Linked DNA regions of Sus scrofa: region 1 is linked to region 2. A link is a contact called in public HiChIP or PLAC-seq data. All regions are on one chromosome and are shown on one strand. The core of a region is the stretch at or near the end of the contact, and the rest is flanking DNA. Distances in the headings are between cores, read along the strand shown.

Region 1 (7,220 bases), core at 276-2,775, 320 kb before region 2:
ATAGGAAAGAAATCTTCACAGCAAGTCAATAGTGAAAGGATGTTATTTAAGAAAATTTTTCTGATAAATAATTCTAAGCTTAAAGATGATTTCTTATAATTTTTAATAATAACATAATATTTGACTTTAAGCTCCAAATAAGAAATGGTATGAAGAATAATAAAATGAAATTTGAGTTTTCAATACCATTTTTAATATGGAATTAGAATACAGGGAGTAAAAAACTTAATTCTTTAGAGTATTTTCTTGTCTTTCAAATCTTAAAAGGATGGGGTTTTATTTATTTATTTACTTATTTATTTTTGTTTTTGCTTTTTAGGGTTGAATTTGGGGTATATGGAAGTTCCCAGGCTAGGGATCAAATCAGAGCTGCAGCTGCCAAGCTGCCAGCCAACACCACAGCAATGCCAGATCTGAGCCACATCTGTAATCTACACCACAGCTCATGGCAACACCTGGTCCTTAACCCACTGGGCGAGGCCAGGATTGAACCCACGTCCTCATGGATACCAGCACAGTTCGTTACTGCTGAGCCACAATGGGATTTTAACATTTAGGAAAATGGAGGGAGTTCTTATGGTAAATATAATATCTATTAGGCTCACCTTAGTTGGTAATCTTCAAAGGAAACCAGTAGTTCCTCCAATATAATAACCTCTCCATTCCACTTTATAGATTACTTCTAGTTAGTAAAAGTAACATTTTTCTTATATTCGAAACTACCCTCCAAAACTCAAAATGCCACTGGATGGACTAGATAAAGAAAAACAGAGAGAAGTTAACTATGTCAAAGGTGATAATCAGCTTCATAGTTAATTTCACAACTTGTCCATGCCATCTTGCAAAGTAAAATTCGGATGCACAAATTAGGCGTGTAATCTCGGAGATTAAAGCATTCTTAAAGTGTTCTTAGTTTTCAAAAGACCAAAGCCCTATAGATTCTAATCATAGACCAAAACGCTACAGCTTCTTTTTAAAAACCAAATGACCTAGACTTAGGGGGAAAAAAAAAAAAAAAAGATATAAGACGTTGGAAGCAACCTCAATGTCCATGGAGTCAGACTGGTTAAATTATGATGTCTTTCAGCCCTTTAAAAAGACTGCAGGAGATCTATGACATGTGCCAGCAGGGAACTATCCAAGATTTCTTGTTCTGTGAGATAAGCATGTTGAATAATAGTTATACAATATAATCCCACAGTATGTTTTTAAAATGAGACCTTACATACACAAACTGGCTTTTTAAAATAGACTTTGAAAAACTAGTAAGTAGCAGCTGTGCTTCTGAGGAGTGCAAGAATGAAGGAAGCTTACTTTCACTTCATTTCCTTCTATACTGCTGTTTTTTTTTTAATCAAGAGCACAACACCCCAAAACTTTAGTTATCATCACATACCTTGACTTAACTAAAGAGAAATCTGAAAAAGACCAGAGAGCTTAAACAGACTTCCTCAAAGACATACAGATGAGGAGATACACATGAGGAAATAGATTCCACAGAAGAGAATACAGAACAGACTAGTAAGATTAGAAGAGACATAGAGCAGAATGGGAAGGAAACTGCAGAAAAGAAATAAGCAAAACATTTGCAGAGTGGGAAGGAAGCAATGATGAACAAAGACAAAAGGAACCAAGCAACCAAAGACAACTCTGAAGTGAAGGAGCCTGTACTCTTTAGAACTGAATTTTAAATGGCAGGATGATGGGAAAGGAAAGGAAGTATGAAAAAGACACTCGTCATCAAAAGCACTGAGCAACCTTGAGTGCCTGTAGTTGGTAATGCCACCCTCAACACCATTTTAGTCAATGGTATGCTATCTTTAATCACATATAAGAACAGGATCCAAGAAACACTAACAGTGTAACTGGAGCAACACTCTTCACAAAGGGTCAAAGAGAATTGAGTGTGTTGTGTTCTCCTGCTGCTAGGCCACTTGGTTGCAGCATTCCCCTACAAAGAGACATGTTTCAGCAGCAATTAGGGAAAACCATGGAGCAATTAAACACTATTATTTCCTCTTGCCTGCTTCTAGTAGAAACCAGCCCACATCCCAACACCAAAGGTTCTGAATTTACCTTATTTCTTCACTTTGTGAAGTGAAATTTTAAAATTTAAACTTGCCTGGAGGAAAACTGAGAAAGAGGTGGTAGACCCCACGTGTTTGTCAATAGCTTCTCCAACCATGTACTCAGTCTCTGAGGAATTACATGATAAAGCATTTATAACTGTGCAGCCTATGGAATCTACGTTAGTAAAAGAGCCTACAACTCTTCCTATAGGAAAGGAGTCTAACACAGAAATAAGTCTTCAGCTGAAATAGCACGGGTTAAAAATAAAAATCACAAACCCTGTCTCTGAGATTCAGCTAGTGTAAAAAAAATACTAGGTCCTCTCAATTGATAGTGTAAAAAATTACTGGGTATCCCAATCCTAGATTAAGAGCCATTCCAGAGGATGAGAAAGTTAAAGGTTGGGGAGGTAGGATTTATTTGCTTTTAAGGGATGATAATCAATTAAGAAATGTAACTATTGCGAGTGTTGTGGTAGAAAAGGCACTAGAATGATTCGAGTTGGAGTCTATTTCTGCTTTTGTCTTTAAAACTGAATAGGAAGTCACTTCTAATTTTATTTGTCCCTCTGTAATATTAGGGTGAAATCTCACTTCTACTTTCCAGGGATGCTGTGAAGCAAGAATGTGAAAAATGTCTGGGTAAATATACTCCATTTATTTTCTTGAATTTATTACTTACATCTTGTAGAAATATAAACTCTTGGAGTTCCTGTCGTGGCTCAGTGGTTAACGAATCCGACTAGGAACCATGAGGTTGCGGGTTCGGTCCCTGTGCTTGCTCAATGGGTTAACGATCTGGCGTTGCCCTGAGCTGTGGTGTAGGTTGCAGACGCGGCTCGGATCCCACGTTGCTGTGGCTCTGGCATAGGCTGGCAGCTACAGCTCTGATTAGACCCCTAGCCCGGGAACCTCCATATGCCGCGGGAGCGGCCCAAGAAATGGCAAAAAGACAAAAAAAAAAAGAAATATAAACTCTTATCTGTCCCAAGACACACTCAACAAATTAAAATGAGGGTAGAATCCTGATTTCTGAAGGTTTTCTTTTAAGAACAGGTCTTTGGGAAAAGAGGAACTTAGGATTTTCAAGGAGACTTTAAATTCATGAAACGAGATCATATTCCTTTCTGTGAAGCTGTTTCCCCATTTTCAAGCCTGACAAAAAATGTTAAGAAAGCACACATCTGGTTTAACCCAAACCTTAGGAAAGTTTTTTAAGCTCTCTGAAGCACCTAATACAAGGACTAGCAGCCCTAACCTTAAAATGCCCTAAATTAATTACACAATCTTCTCTTCCAAATACTCTTCCTCTGTTCACCTATCTTAGTTTCTATCCCTATGGTCACGCAAAAAAATCTGAAAGCCAACTGGGCTGTCCCTTATCCTCTGCATGGCCCCCACCATGTCCACAATGAAGTCCTTAGAGAATCTGCATCTTCCTTCACTTCTCTGGTTCATGTCCCTTCCATCCCCAATGCTTTTGTTTGTCCTTAATTATGATGTTTGAACTCCTGTCAGAGTGTCATAACCAACTCCCGGGCTCTTCGAACAGGTGGTATCTTCCTGAAGTTCAATTATCAATATCCCTTCCAAGGGCCCAACACTGGCTTCAAGATAATATCCAAACTCCCTGGCAATAAATCCAGCACTTCTCAGGATCTGGTCCTGCCTACTAGCTCCTCCCAATTTAGAATTCTGATATTCCAGGAGTGTCAAACCAACCTTAATAACCAGCCACATCTCTATTTAGGCTACTATTTCTGTCTGAGACCCTTCCCCCGCCCCATGCTTAACCCGGGAAATTTTTTAAGAATTATATCTTTTTACAAAACTTTTCCATCTCTCTATCAGAACACCTAAAATACACACAGGATTTCACATATTTGTTTAATGTATTACCTCCTCTACACAATGATAAACTGCTGCAGGGCAGGAACAAGTCTTCTATTACAACCAGGTGCTGACTGTACATAGTACACAGGACCAGGTGGAACTTGCTAAAGAGTGGGGTAGCCAAAATATAGCTGAACAGTATATTTAAGAGGATGGAGCAGAAATAGTGTCCATAATAAAGATATGCATTAAACTTGGTGTTTTGTATGGGGTCAGTTTTTTCTTTAACATTGAAGTCTACAGACTTTTGTAGGAAAAAACTAAGCTTTAAAGATTTCTAGGAAATGGGAGTTCCCACTGTGGCACGGTGGGTTAAGAACCCAACTGCAGTGGCTTGGTTCTCAGGTTCAATCCCTGCCACAGGCAGTGGGTTAAAGGATTCGTCACTACTGAGGCAAAGGTCACAGCTAAAGCTCTGATTCAATCCCCAGGCCTGGGGAACTTCCATCTGCCGTGGGTGTGGCCATCTAAGAAAAAAAAATTCAGGAAATGTAAACCAAGTAAATTACTTTAATTTAAAAAAATTAATAGTAAACAAGCCAATGCTCTGCCATAACAACTGGCAGAAAAAATATTTCTTGCTGATTTCAAACAGGCACCTAGGAAGGAGAGATTAGGAGAATAGTGTGGGGAGAAATGAATCTCCAAATGAGAGCTATTTAAACTCAGCATACACTAACATCAACCAAATTAAAATAACTTTAAGCCAAAGCAAACTTCTAGTAGGTGGAAACAACTAAATATGAAGCTAGAAATGAATTATTTTAGTCCAACTGCAACTTTTGTACTTGAATATGTAATAGCAAATGTGCCTGTGACTTCTATATTTTCTAGTGCAAAACGAAAACTTCCCTTCCTTGAGAATAAATACCCTTCTTTTGGATTAGCTGCAGAGTTAATTAAAAGAGAAACAGCAGAACCAAAAACAACAAAATATTTTCCATTTATAACACCGCCACCACCATCACCACCCCCAGTCAAAACTAAGTGTGCAAAATCCAGGACACTCTTGTGGACAAGAGAAATCAGGAAGAAAGAAAACGGCATTTTCTAGATCTCCACAGGACTTTTTGAATCAGAACTAGATAGACAATCAGGAGTTGAAGGTAATACCTTCCCAGGACCAGTTTCTGAAGGTGGTAGAGGGAGCCAAAAACATTCTTTCTGCTCATCATTTACTGAATTATTTCCTATAGCAAGGAAACTGACCCAGTCGTCAGTTTTGTCTTCTGCAAAATGCCTGCTTCCCTAAAGTTAGCCAACTACAGTCAATATTTACCAAGCACATTACTTGCTTATTTACATCCCCATGAATTAGGTATTATTACTCTTTTGCAAATGAGAAAACTGAGCCACAAACTGACTTATCTAAGATGATCAAGAATTTGGAACCTAGACTGAACTAACCTAGTGCCTCAGTACATGTGTTCCCTTCCTTCTCAACCAATTAATTATATTCATAGCATTGCTTCAGGAAAAAAAGAAAACGTCGTATTTTTAAAGCAACCTACTATGAGCCTGGCATGGTAAATTTGTTCTTATAATAGCTTATGACAGTGGTTTAAATTTCTTTTTTTTTTTTTCTTGGTCTTTTTTTTCTTTTTAGGGCGGCACCAGCAGCATATGGAGGTTTCCAGGCTAGGAGTCTAATCGGAGCTACAGCTGCTGGCCTACGCCACAGCCACAGCAACACCAGATCCGAGCCTCGTCTATGACCTACACCACAGCTCATTGCAACACCAAGTCCTTAACCCAATGAGGGAGACCAAGGATCAAACCTGCAACCTCATGGTTCCTAGTCGGATTCCTTTTCACTGCGCCATGACAGGAACTCCGACAGTGGTTTAAATTTCAAATAAGCTTAAGCTTCCCCTGGTGAAAAAACTTATTTTACTTGGAAAATCATTTTCAAATTGCTTTTCTGACATAAATCTTTCTGAGTTTGACCCCCTGAGCCAGGTTTTCCCAGGACCTGATTACAACTCTGGGGGAAAAAAATGATCATCCAGGTTCCAGACTTACAGAATTAATAGTACTGTGCAACAGCAGCCTTGAGGCCCACCAAGGTTCTAGAATACACTATCTACTGAACTTTTTTTATCTTCAATCTCCTGCAAAAATAATGCAAAAAGGGAAGGCAGTGGAGTTCCCATGTGACTCAGTGCATTAAGGATCCAGCATTGTCACTGCTTGGCCAGGGCTGTGGTAGTGGTGTGGGCTGGATCCCAGGCCAGGAACTGCCTCAAGTCATGGGGTTGAGGGGGGGGCGGGGGGGAGAAGAGAGACCTTGTCTGTGTGTCTTTCCCATTCTCAACTCATTAACTTGATAAACCAAATCTCTGCTGCACAAATTATGAGATATTTAAAACTAAACCCATTAAGATCTATAAATTTTATTTGAAATTTTCCAGGATATTGAAATTCTAGCTGTAACTCAGCTATAAAACACTAAGAAAAACAAATCAAAGAGTGTGTTTGCAAAGCACCTCATGTGCATCTTAAATATCTGACGCAGAGAAATAACTGCCCAAAGGGAAGGCGTAAAGTTATTAAATCCAAAGTTTCTCAGTCTCTGAACAAGTTCTTTCTATTCACTTCAGAAATGTACTGTTACTAATATTGGTAGCCTCCAGATATTTGTAATTTGGTCAACCAAAACTTGGGAAAAATGTGTTTTGTAACAAAACAATGAAAGCACAAAACTGATTTCAATTTGTGTAGATGTTTTGGTTTGTGTGGGTGTGGCATCTAAGGATACTATGATTTTTCCATAATGATCACTTTCAGATTCTAAGCCTTAAATATGATCCAAATGCAGGAGAAATCAGGAAAGAAGCAACAGACGTGGTTCTGCTTATCGGATGTCTAGACTGCAGGCAAACCCCAAATACCAAAGAAGCATCCATGTGTCAAACCAGCATGATTTCTGAGCTATGCCTGGGGCCACATACCAAAAAAAAAAAAAAGTTAGCTTGAAAAGAAAATCTAAGAGGGGTAACCAGAAGGTCAACCCTGGTTCACAGGAACTAGGAAGCGGCTAGCAACGACAGCTAGCCATTACCCTGCCATGCCCTGAGCAGATTCCTCCCCAACCCCCAGAGAAAACCTCCAAGAAAGGCCTAACTGCTCTGAACCAGCTTCTTCAAGGTCATCCAAAGATAAGGCAGAGAAGGAACACTGAGCCAAGCGTACCTTGAGGGCCAAGGAAGATTTCCCCTATCCCCAAATCTTAACAGAAATTAAAAAAAAAAAAAAAAA
Region 2 (6,804 bases), core at 3,610-6,109:
CGAGAGCGGCCCAAGAAATAGCAAAAAGACAAAAAAAAAAAAAAAAAGATGCTGATGAAAGAAATCAAAGATGACAGAAATAGATGGAAAGATATACCCATGCTCTTGGACTGGAAGAGTAAATATTATCAAAATGACTATACTACCTAGGGCAATCTACAGATTCAATGCAATCGCTATCAAATTACCAATGATATTCTTTACAGAACTGAACAAAATATTTTAAAATTTGTATGGAAACACAAAAGACCCCAAATAGCCAAAGCAATATTGAAAAGAAAAAACATAACTGGAGCAATCAGCTCCCTGACTGTAGCTTCCAAAGCTACAGTTATCAAAACAGTATGGTACTGGCACAAAAACAAAAATATAGATCAACATAACAGGACAGAAAGCCCAGAAATAGGAGTTCCTGTAGTGGCACAGTGTAAACAAATTTGACTAAGATCCGTGAGGATGCAGGTTCAATCCCTGGCCTCGCTCAGTGGGTTAAACATCCAGTCTTGCCATGAGATGTGGTGTAGGTCACGAACATGGCTTGGATCTGGTGTTGCTGTGTCTGTGGTATAGGCCAGCAGCTACAGCTCTGATTCAACCCTTAGCCTGGTAACCTCCATATGCCACAGGTGCAGCCCTAAAAAAAAAAAAAAAGAAAGCCCAGAAATAAACCCAAGCAACTATGCTCAACTAATCTATGACAAAGGAGACAAGAACATACAGTTGAGGAAAGATAGTCTCTTCAATAAGTAAAGGTGCTGGAATAACTGAATAGCTACATGTGAAAGAATGAAATTAGAACATTCTCTTAACACCATACACAAAAGTAAACTCAAAATGGATTGAAGATCTAAATGTAAGGCCAGATACTATAAAACTCCTAGAACAAAACATAGGCAGAATTCTCTTTGACATAAATCACAGCAATGTCTTGTTTGATCCACCTCCTAGAAAAATGACAATAAAGACACAAATAAACAAATGGGACCTAATTAAACTCAAAAGGTTTTACACAGCAAAAGAAACCATTTAAAAACAAACAAACAAACAAAAAGACAGCCCCAGAATGGGAGAAAATCTTTGCAAATGATGCAACTGACAAAGGCTTAATCTCCAAAATGTACAAACAACTCATACAACTCAACAACAAAAAAATAAACAACCTAACCAAAAAAAGGGGAGAAGACCTAAATAGACACTTCTCAAAAGACACACAGATGGCCAGCAGGCACATGAAAAAATGCTCAACATCACTAATTATTAGAGAAATGAAAATCAAAACTGCAATGAGGTACCACCTCACACCAGTTAGAATGGCTATCATTAGTCATCAAACAATAAATGCTAGAGAGGATGTGGAGAAAAGGGAAGCCTTCTTCATTGTTGGTGGAAATGTAAATTGGTACAACCACTATGGAAAACAGTATGGAGATTCCTCAGAAAACTAAATATAAAGTTTCCATACCATTCAGCATATATCCTGGGCATATTATGCAGGAAAAACTTTCATTGAAAAAGATATATGCACCCTTATGTTCACTGCAGCACCTTTCACAATAGGCAAGACACGGAAACAACCCAAATGTCCATGTACACAATGAAACACTACTCAGCCATAAAAAAGTACAAAATAATGCCACCTGCAGCAACATGGATGCAACTAGAGATTCTCATATTAAGTGAAGTAAGTCAGAAAGAGAAAGACAAACACCATAAGATATCACTTATATGTGGAGTCTAAAATGTGGCACAGATGATCCCATCTATAGAACAGAAGATCATGGACAAGGAGAGCAGACTTGTGTTTGCCAGTGGTGGGGAGGGGGGAGAAGGGGCACTGACAGGGAGTTTGGAGTTGGTAGATGCAAACAATTACATTTAGAAAGGATAAGTAATGACCCTACTGTACAGCACAGGGAACTGTGTCCAGTCTCTTGGGTTAGAACATGATAGAAGATGGTACTAAAAAAAAAGATTGTATGTGTACGTATGGCTAGGTCACTTTGCTGTACAGCAGAGATTGACAGAACATTGTAAATCAACTATATTTTAATAAAAAATTTAAAAAATAAAGGAGTTCTCATTTGAGGCTCAGCAGTAACAAACCTGACTAGTATTCATGGGGACATGGGTTTGATCCCCTGGCCCTGCTCAGTGGGTTAAGGATCCAGTGTTGCTATGAGCTGTAGTGTAGGTTGCAAACACAGCTTGGATCCCATATTGCTGTGGCTATGGTGTAGTCCAGCAGCTACAGCTCCGATTTGACCCCTAGTCTGGGAACTTCCATATGCCACAGCTGTGGCCCTAAAAAGAAAAACAAACAAACAAACAAACAAAAAACCCTCATGTAAAATAAATGATTGTGTTAAGCCCTACGTTTTGCAATAGTTAGCTAGTAATAGGTATTTAACACATGGGTCAAAAGATAAAATTTTCTCCCAAATGCTAGAAAAAATGTTTCCTTTTTTTTTTTTTGGTCTTTTCTAGGGCCCCACTCACAGCATATGGAGGTTCCCAGGCTAGGAGTCTAATTGGAGCTGTTGCTGCCGGCCTACACCACAGCAACGCAGGATCCAAGCCGAATCCTCGACCTATACCACAGCTCAGGGCAACACTGGATCCTTAACCCACTGAGCGAGGCCAGGGATCAAACCCGCAACCTCATGGTTCCTAGTCAGATTCATTAACCACTGAGCCACGACGGGAACTCCAAAATGTTTCTAACAGGATTCAGTTTATACAATTTGCAGTGCCTTAGAAAGTCTAGATGATTTTCAAGGTGTGAGCTTTAGAATGGTTTTTTTTCTCTGTAACTATTCCTGTCTCTTCAGTTAAGACAGAGCAATAGCCTCAGTCTCTTTGGGAGGGATTTCACTTTGCCTCTCTTCTGTTTTTGTTTTTGTTTGTTTCTGGCCACACCTATGGCATGCCGAAGTTCCCAGGCCAGGAATCAAACCAACGCCACAGCAGTGACTCAAGTCACAGCAGTGACAACAATGGATCTTTAACCCTCTGAGCCACCAGGGAATTCCAACTTTGGCTCTCTTCTGAGTAGGTTAGGGTTAGGACATCTTCCTCTGCTTTTTTAGTCTAATGTTTCTATTTTACTTCCTTCTTCCGTTTTCCCCCACTTTTTTTTCTTTTTTCTTTCTTTCTCTCTTTTTTTTTTTTTTTTTTGCCTTTGTCTTTTGTCTTTTTAGGGCCGCACCTGCGGCATATGGAGGTTCCCAGGCTAAGGGTCTAATCAGAGCTGTTATGCCAGCCTACGCCAGAGCCACAGCAATGCCAGATCCAAGCCACATCTGCGACCTATACCACAGCTCACAGCAATGATGGATCCTTAACCCACTGAGCAAGGCCAGGGATCGAACCCACAACCTCATGGTTCCTAGTTGGATTCGTTTCTGCTGCACCACAATGGGAACTCCCATTTCCCCCCACTTTTAGCCCTGCTCATCTTCAAGCAAAACCAACACCTATCATTCACTTATTTCAAATTTAAACACACGAGGCTCTGAATTCATGTGAAGAAAGGAACCAGAGAGGACTGAGTATGAGCGGACACCTGCACCTTACATTAAAGATGAGCACATGCTCAATTCATAGTTCCTTCCAAAAACCTATTATGTGTTAAACATATTGTCAGGTAGGACTGAGTACCCAGGATAGAAATTAATTCAGGTTGGATCCAGACGAATGGGAATCTACCAGTGTATGGAATCGAGGACTGTTTTCAGGCAAGACCTGACTCAAGGCTCAAACAATGTGAAGAAAAGACAAATTTCTCTGTTTCTTTTTTAGGGCTGTACCCCCGGCACATGGACGTTCCCAGGCTAGGGATCCAATGGGAGCTGCAGCTGCCAGCCTACGTCACAACTACGCTAGATCCTAGCTACATCTTCGACCTACACCATAGCTCGCAGCAACACCAGATCCTAAGCCAGGAATCGAACCCTCCTCATGGATATGAGTTGGGTTCGTTACCACTAAGTCACAACAGGAACTCCAGATTTCTGTTTCTTGCCTGACTCTTCTCTCCTCTGTGTGCTGGTTTTGTTCTCAGGCTCTGAGTCATTGGTTGAAGCAGTAGCTCCCACCTCTCGTGTTCAAGTTGAAAGAGAGGAAGAGAGAGATTATTCCAAGCACTGAGTACAAATCTTGGGATTCCACAGCTGAACAATCTGGGGTCTTGTGCCCATTTCTGAACCAGTCAGGGTGGTCTGGGGGATGAGGAGGTGCTGATTGGTTTAGGCTGGGCCAGCCAAGCTGCGACTGGGGTTAAGTCAGCACCACTGTGAGTATAGGGACTGAGCGTAGGGAAGGGAAGAGGGGCTACTTGCCAAAGATGTAGCAAAGCCACCTGTGCAGGAATTCTCTGAGAAATTGGTTCACAACTTCCTCTGGCTAAACACTCGCCCACCCCCACCCCTCTATTTCATCAATGCCCCCCTTTAAGAGTGTTATTTCTACACCCTCTGTCTGCAATCCTCAGCTTCTAGTGCTCTGGATGCAAGGATATTTTTTTCTTTTTTTAACTGCTTTTTCTTGTTTTTCTTTTTCTGTCTAAATTCTTGGTCACCTCTCCTTTGAGGAGCCACAAAATATGCTTCTCTGTTGGACGACACAGCCTCCAGGGGAAGGAAGGAGGCCCACTCCTGGGAAGATAGACAATTAGGACCTTCCTAGAGGTAGAGAAAAAGGGCCCGAGCCAGCTTTCCCAGTGTGAAGAGACAAGTATTTTCCCCAAGGAGGGAGTTGGATCAGACAGGTCAGGAAAGTTCCTTCCACTTACAGGATGCTCTGATTCACATCCTCTCTCTCAGACTGGCAGGGTTTAGTTTTGTTTTCTAGAAGGGCAGAGGGAGGAGGGGAGTCTCTCCTGGAAAGAGGAACCGGCGGGAGGGGCGCGGCCAGACCCACGGCACCCACGTCGCGGCTGCGTGCGTCCGGCTGCTGCTTGTCACGCACCGCTTGCATTTTGCACATTTTCATAAATCTGCAGAATTACTTCGAATCATCAGCTTGTTCTTGACAGCTTTATCCCCTTGGTTCTTGAAAGGGAAAGTAAATCAAAGCTTGCCTGATCAGAACCTGGCAGGAGGGTGAATAAAGACGTTCCTCCATGGCATGGGGACCCTCTCAAGGTCTACCCCAGATCCAGGTTGGCCTCCAGGACACAGGGCAAATTGCCTGAGTTACAAGATTGCCCTGCACCAGGGCGGAATATATGAGCAGCCCTCAAGCCTGTGTCACTGCAGAACGAAAGGCTATGAAAGGAGAGGAAAGAATGAATGGGAGATGTCCGGGGTGCAAAGTGGCCCGGAAGCCCTGACAAGCCAGCGAAAGGCTGGAATCCTTACAAGGGAAGTGAAGTAAGCTGTCCAGGAAAACATTCAGGGTGGGGAGGGCGGTGTATGTTCTGCAGGGGGTGGGGGCCCAAGCAGCATTTCAAGCTGAGATGCCCCAAGGCACCAGCAAATAGGGCTGAGCCCTCTACTTGGGTTCAGCTAAAGTGTGGTTTCACAAGTGCTGATGTTGCCTCTTTTTCGTCTTTTTAGGGCCACACCCTCAGGCATATGGAAGTTCCCAGGCTAGGAGTCAATAAGAACTGCAGCTATGCCACAGCCACTGCTGCCAGGGATACAAGCCACATCTGTGACCTACATCACAGCTTGCAGCAACTCCAGATCCTTAAGCCGCTGAGTTAGGCCAAGGATCAAACCCGTATCCTCATGTATACTAGTTGGGTTCTTAACCCTCTGAGCCACAACCAGAACTGATGTTGTCTCACTTTAAGTTTTACAATGATGCACTTGTAGTTCAGAACAAATGCAAGAGCCGCAAAAGTTATACAATGAATATGGTCTCAACAGCCAAGTTTGCCCAGCGCTTTTGCCAGCTCTTCCCCAGCCCCTCTGTCTCACAGACCTGAGCCTCTATGGAAGGATCCAGGATCTCTCAGGTCACATTCAAGCCCACATTTCATCCTTTATCCGAAACACAGCAAGTGGAGAAACAGGATGCATGAACATGCAACCTGAAAATGATGAATTTTACCTGAGTCCTGTGATCCTGGAAAAGGGTGGCAAGGATTAAGAAACCCCCTCATGTAAAGTTCCCCCTGTGGCACAGTGGATTAATGATCCGGATCTGGCACAATGGGTTTAGGATCCCGCCTGTGGTGTAGGTTAGAGCTCTGGCTGGATTCAGTCCCTGGCCCGGGATTTCCATATGCCTTGGGTGTGGGCAAGTGAGGAAAAAAAAATCCTCCCACATTAACATTAACACATTATTATATAGAAAATAGATAACCAACAAGTAACTACTACTCAATATTTTGTAATTAATCCATAAAGGAAAAGAACTTGAAAAAAAAAAAAGATATATGGAGTTCCAGCTATGGTGCAGTGGATTAAGAATCCGACTGCAGTGGCTCCCAGTGCAGCTGTAGTTTGGATTCAATCTCTGGCCTGGGAACTTCCATATACAGCGGGTGTGGCTATTAAAAAAGAAAAAAAATGTGTGTATATACAAATATATATTATATATATATGAATCATTTTGCTGTGCACCTGAAACTAACATAACATTGTAAATCAACTATACTTCTAATTAATTAATTAAAATTTTTAAAAATTAAAAAAAGAAATCCCCCAAGAGACTTTGCTTAATGCAAAGACCCGAGCATTCCCCTCTGACTTAGGTAAGACTCCCAGATGCCCCTTGTTTCCCTATTGACAAGGCCAGGCGCAGACCTTCAAAATTCCTTTTCTTTGCTTCATAAATGATTAGCTGAAATGCTTGTCC

Evidence for each region. HiChIP or PLAC-seq counts read pairs in DNA pulled down with a chosen protein or histone mark.
Region 1: a contact with region 2 is called in an H3K27ac HiChIP or PLAC-seq map of alveolar macrophages. The contact joins two enhancer-like sites. A contact is called at or near these places in 1 of 47 Hi-C or Micro-C datasets (heart right ventricle) and 1 of 2 datasets of contacts at active chromatin or transcription factors (alveolar macrophages).

Annotation. Positions count from the first base shown.
Region 1 is chr5:42,933,441-42,940,660 of Sscrofa11.1, reverse strand. All of the region lies in intron 1 of FAM60A (protein FAM60A), which reads right to left. Among named protein-coding and RNA genes, the nearest start is that of FAM60A, 6.6 kb to the right of the region's middle. Within about 2 kb of position 1,525, at least 9 of the 83 cell types and tissues checked have an H3K27ac peak or open chromatin away from gene starts, as enhancers often do. A contact at or near this core is called in alveolar macrophages, where this site is marked.
Region 2 is chr5:42,619,231-42,626,034 of Sscrofa11.1, reverse strand. No RefSeq gene overlaps it. Among named protein-coding and RNA genes, the nearest start is that of DENND5B, 20 kb to the left of the region's middle. Within about 2 kb of position 4,859, at least 19 of the 83 cell types and tissues checked have an H3K27ac peak or open chromatin away from gene starts, as enhancers often do. A contact at or near this core is called in alveolar macrophages, where this site is marked.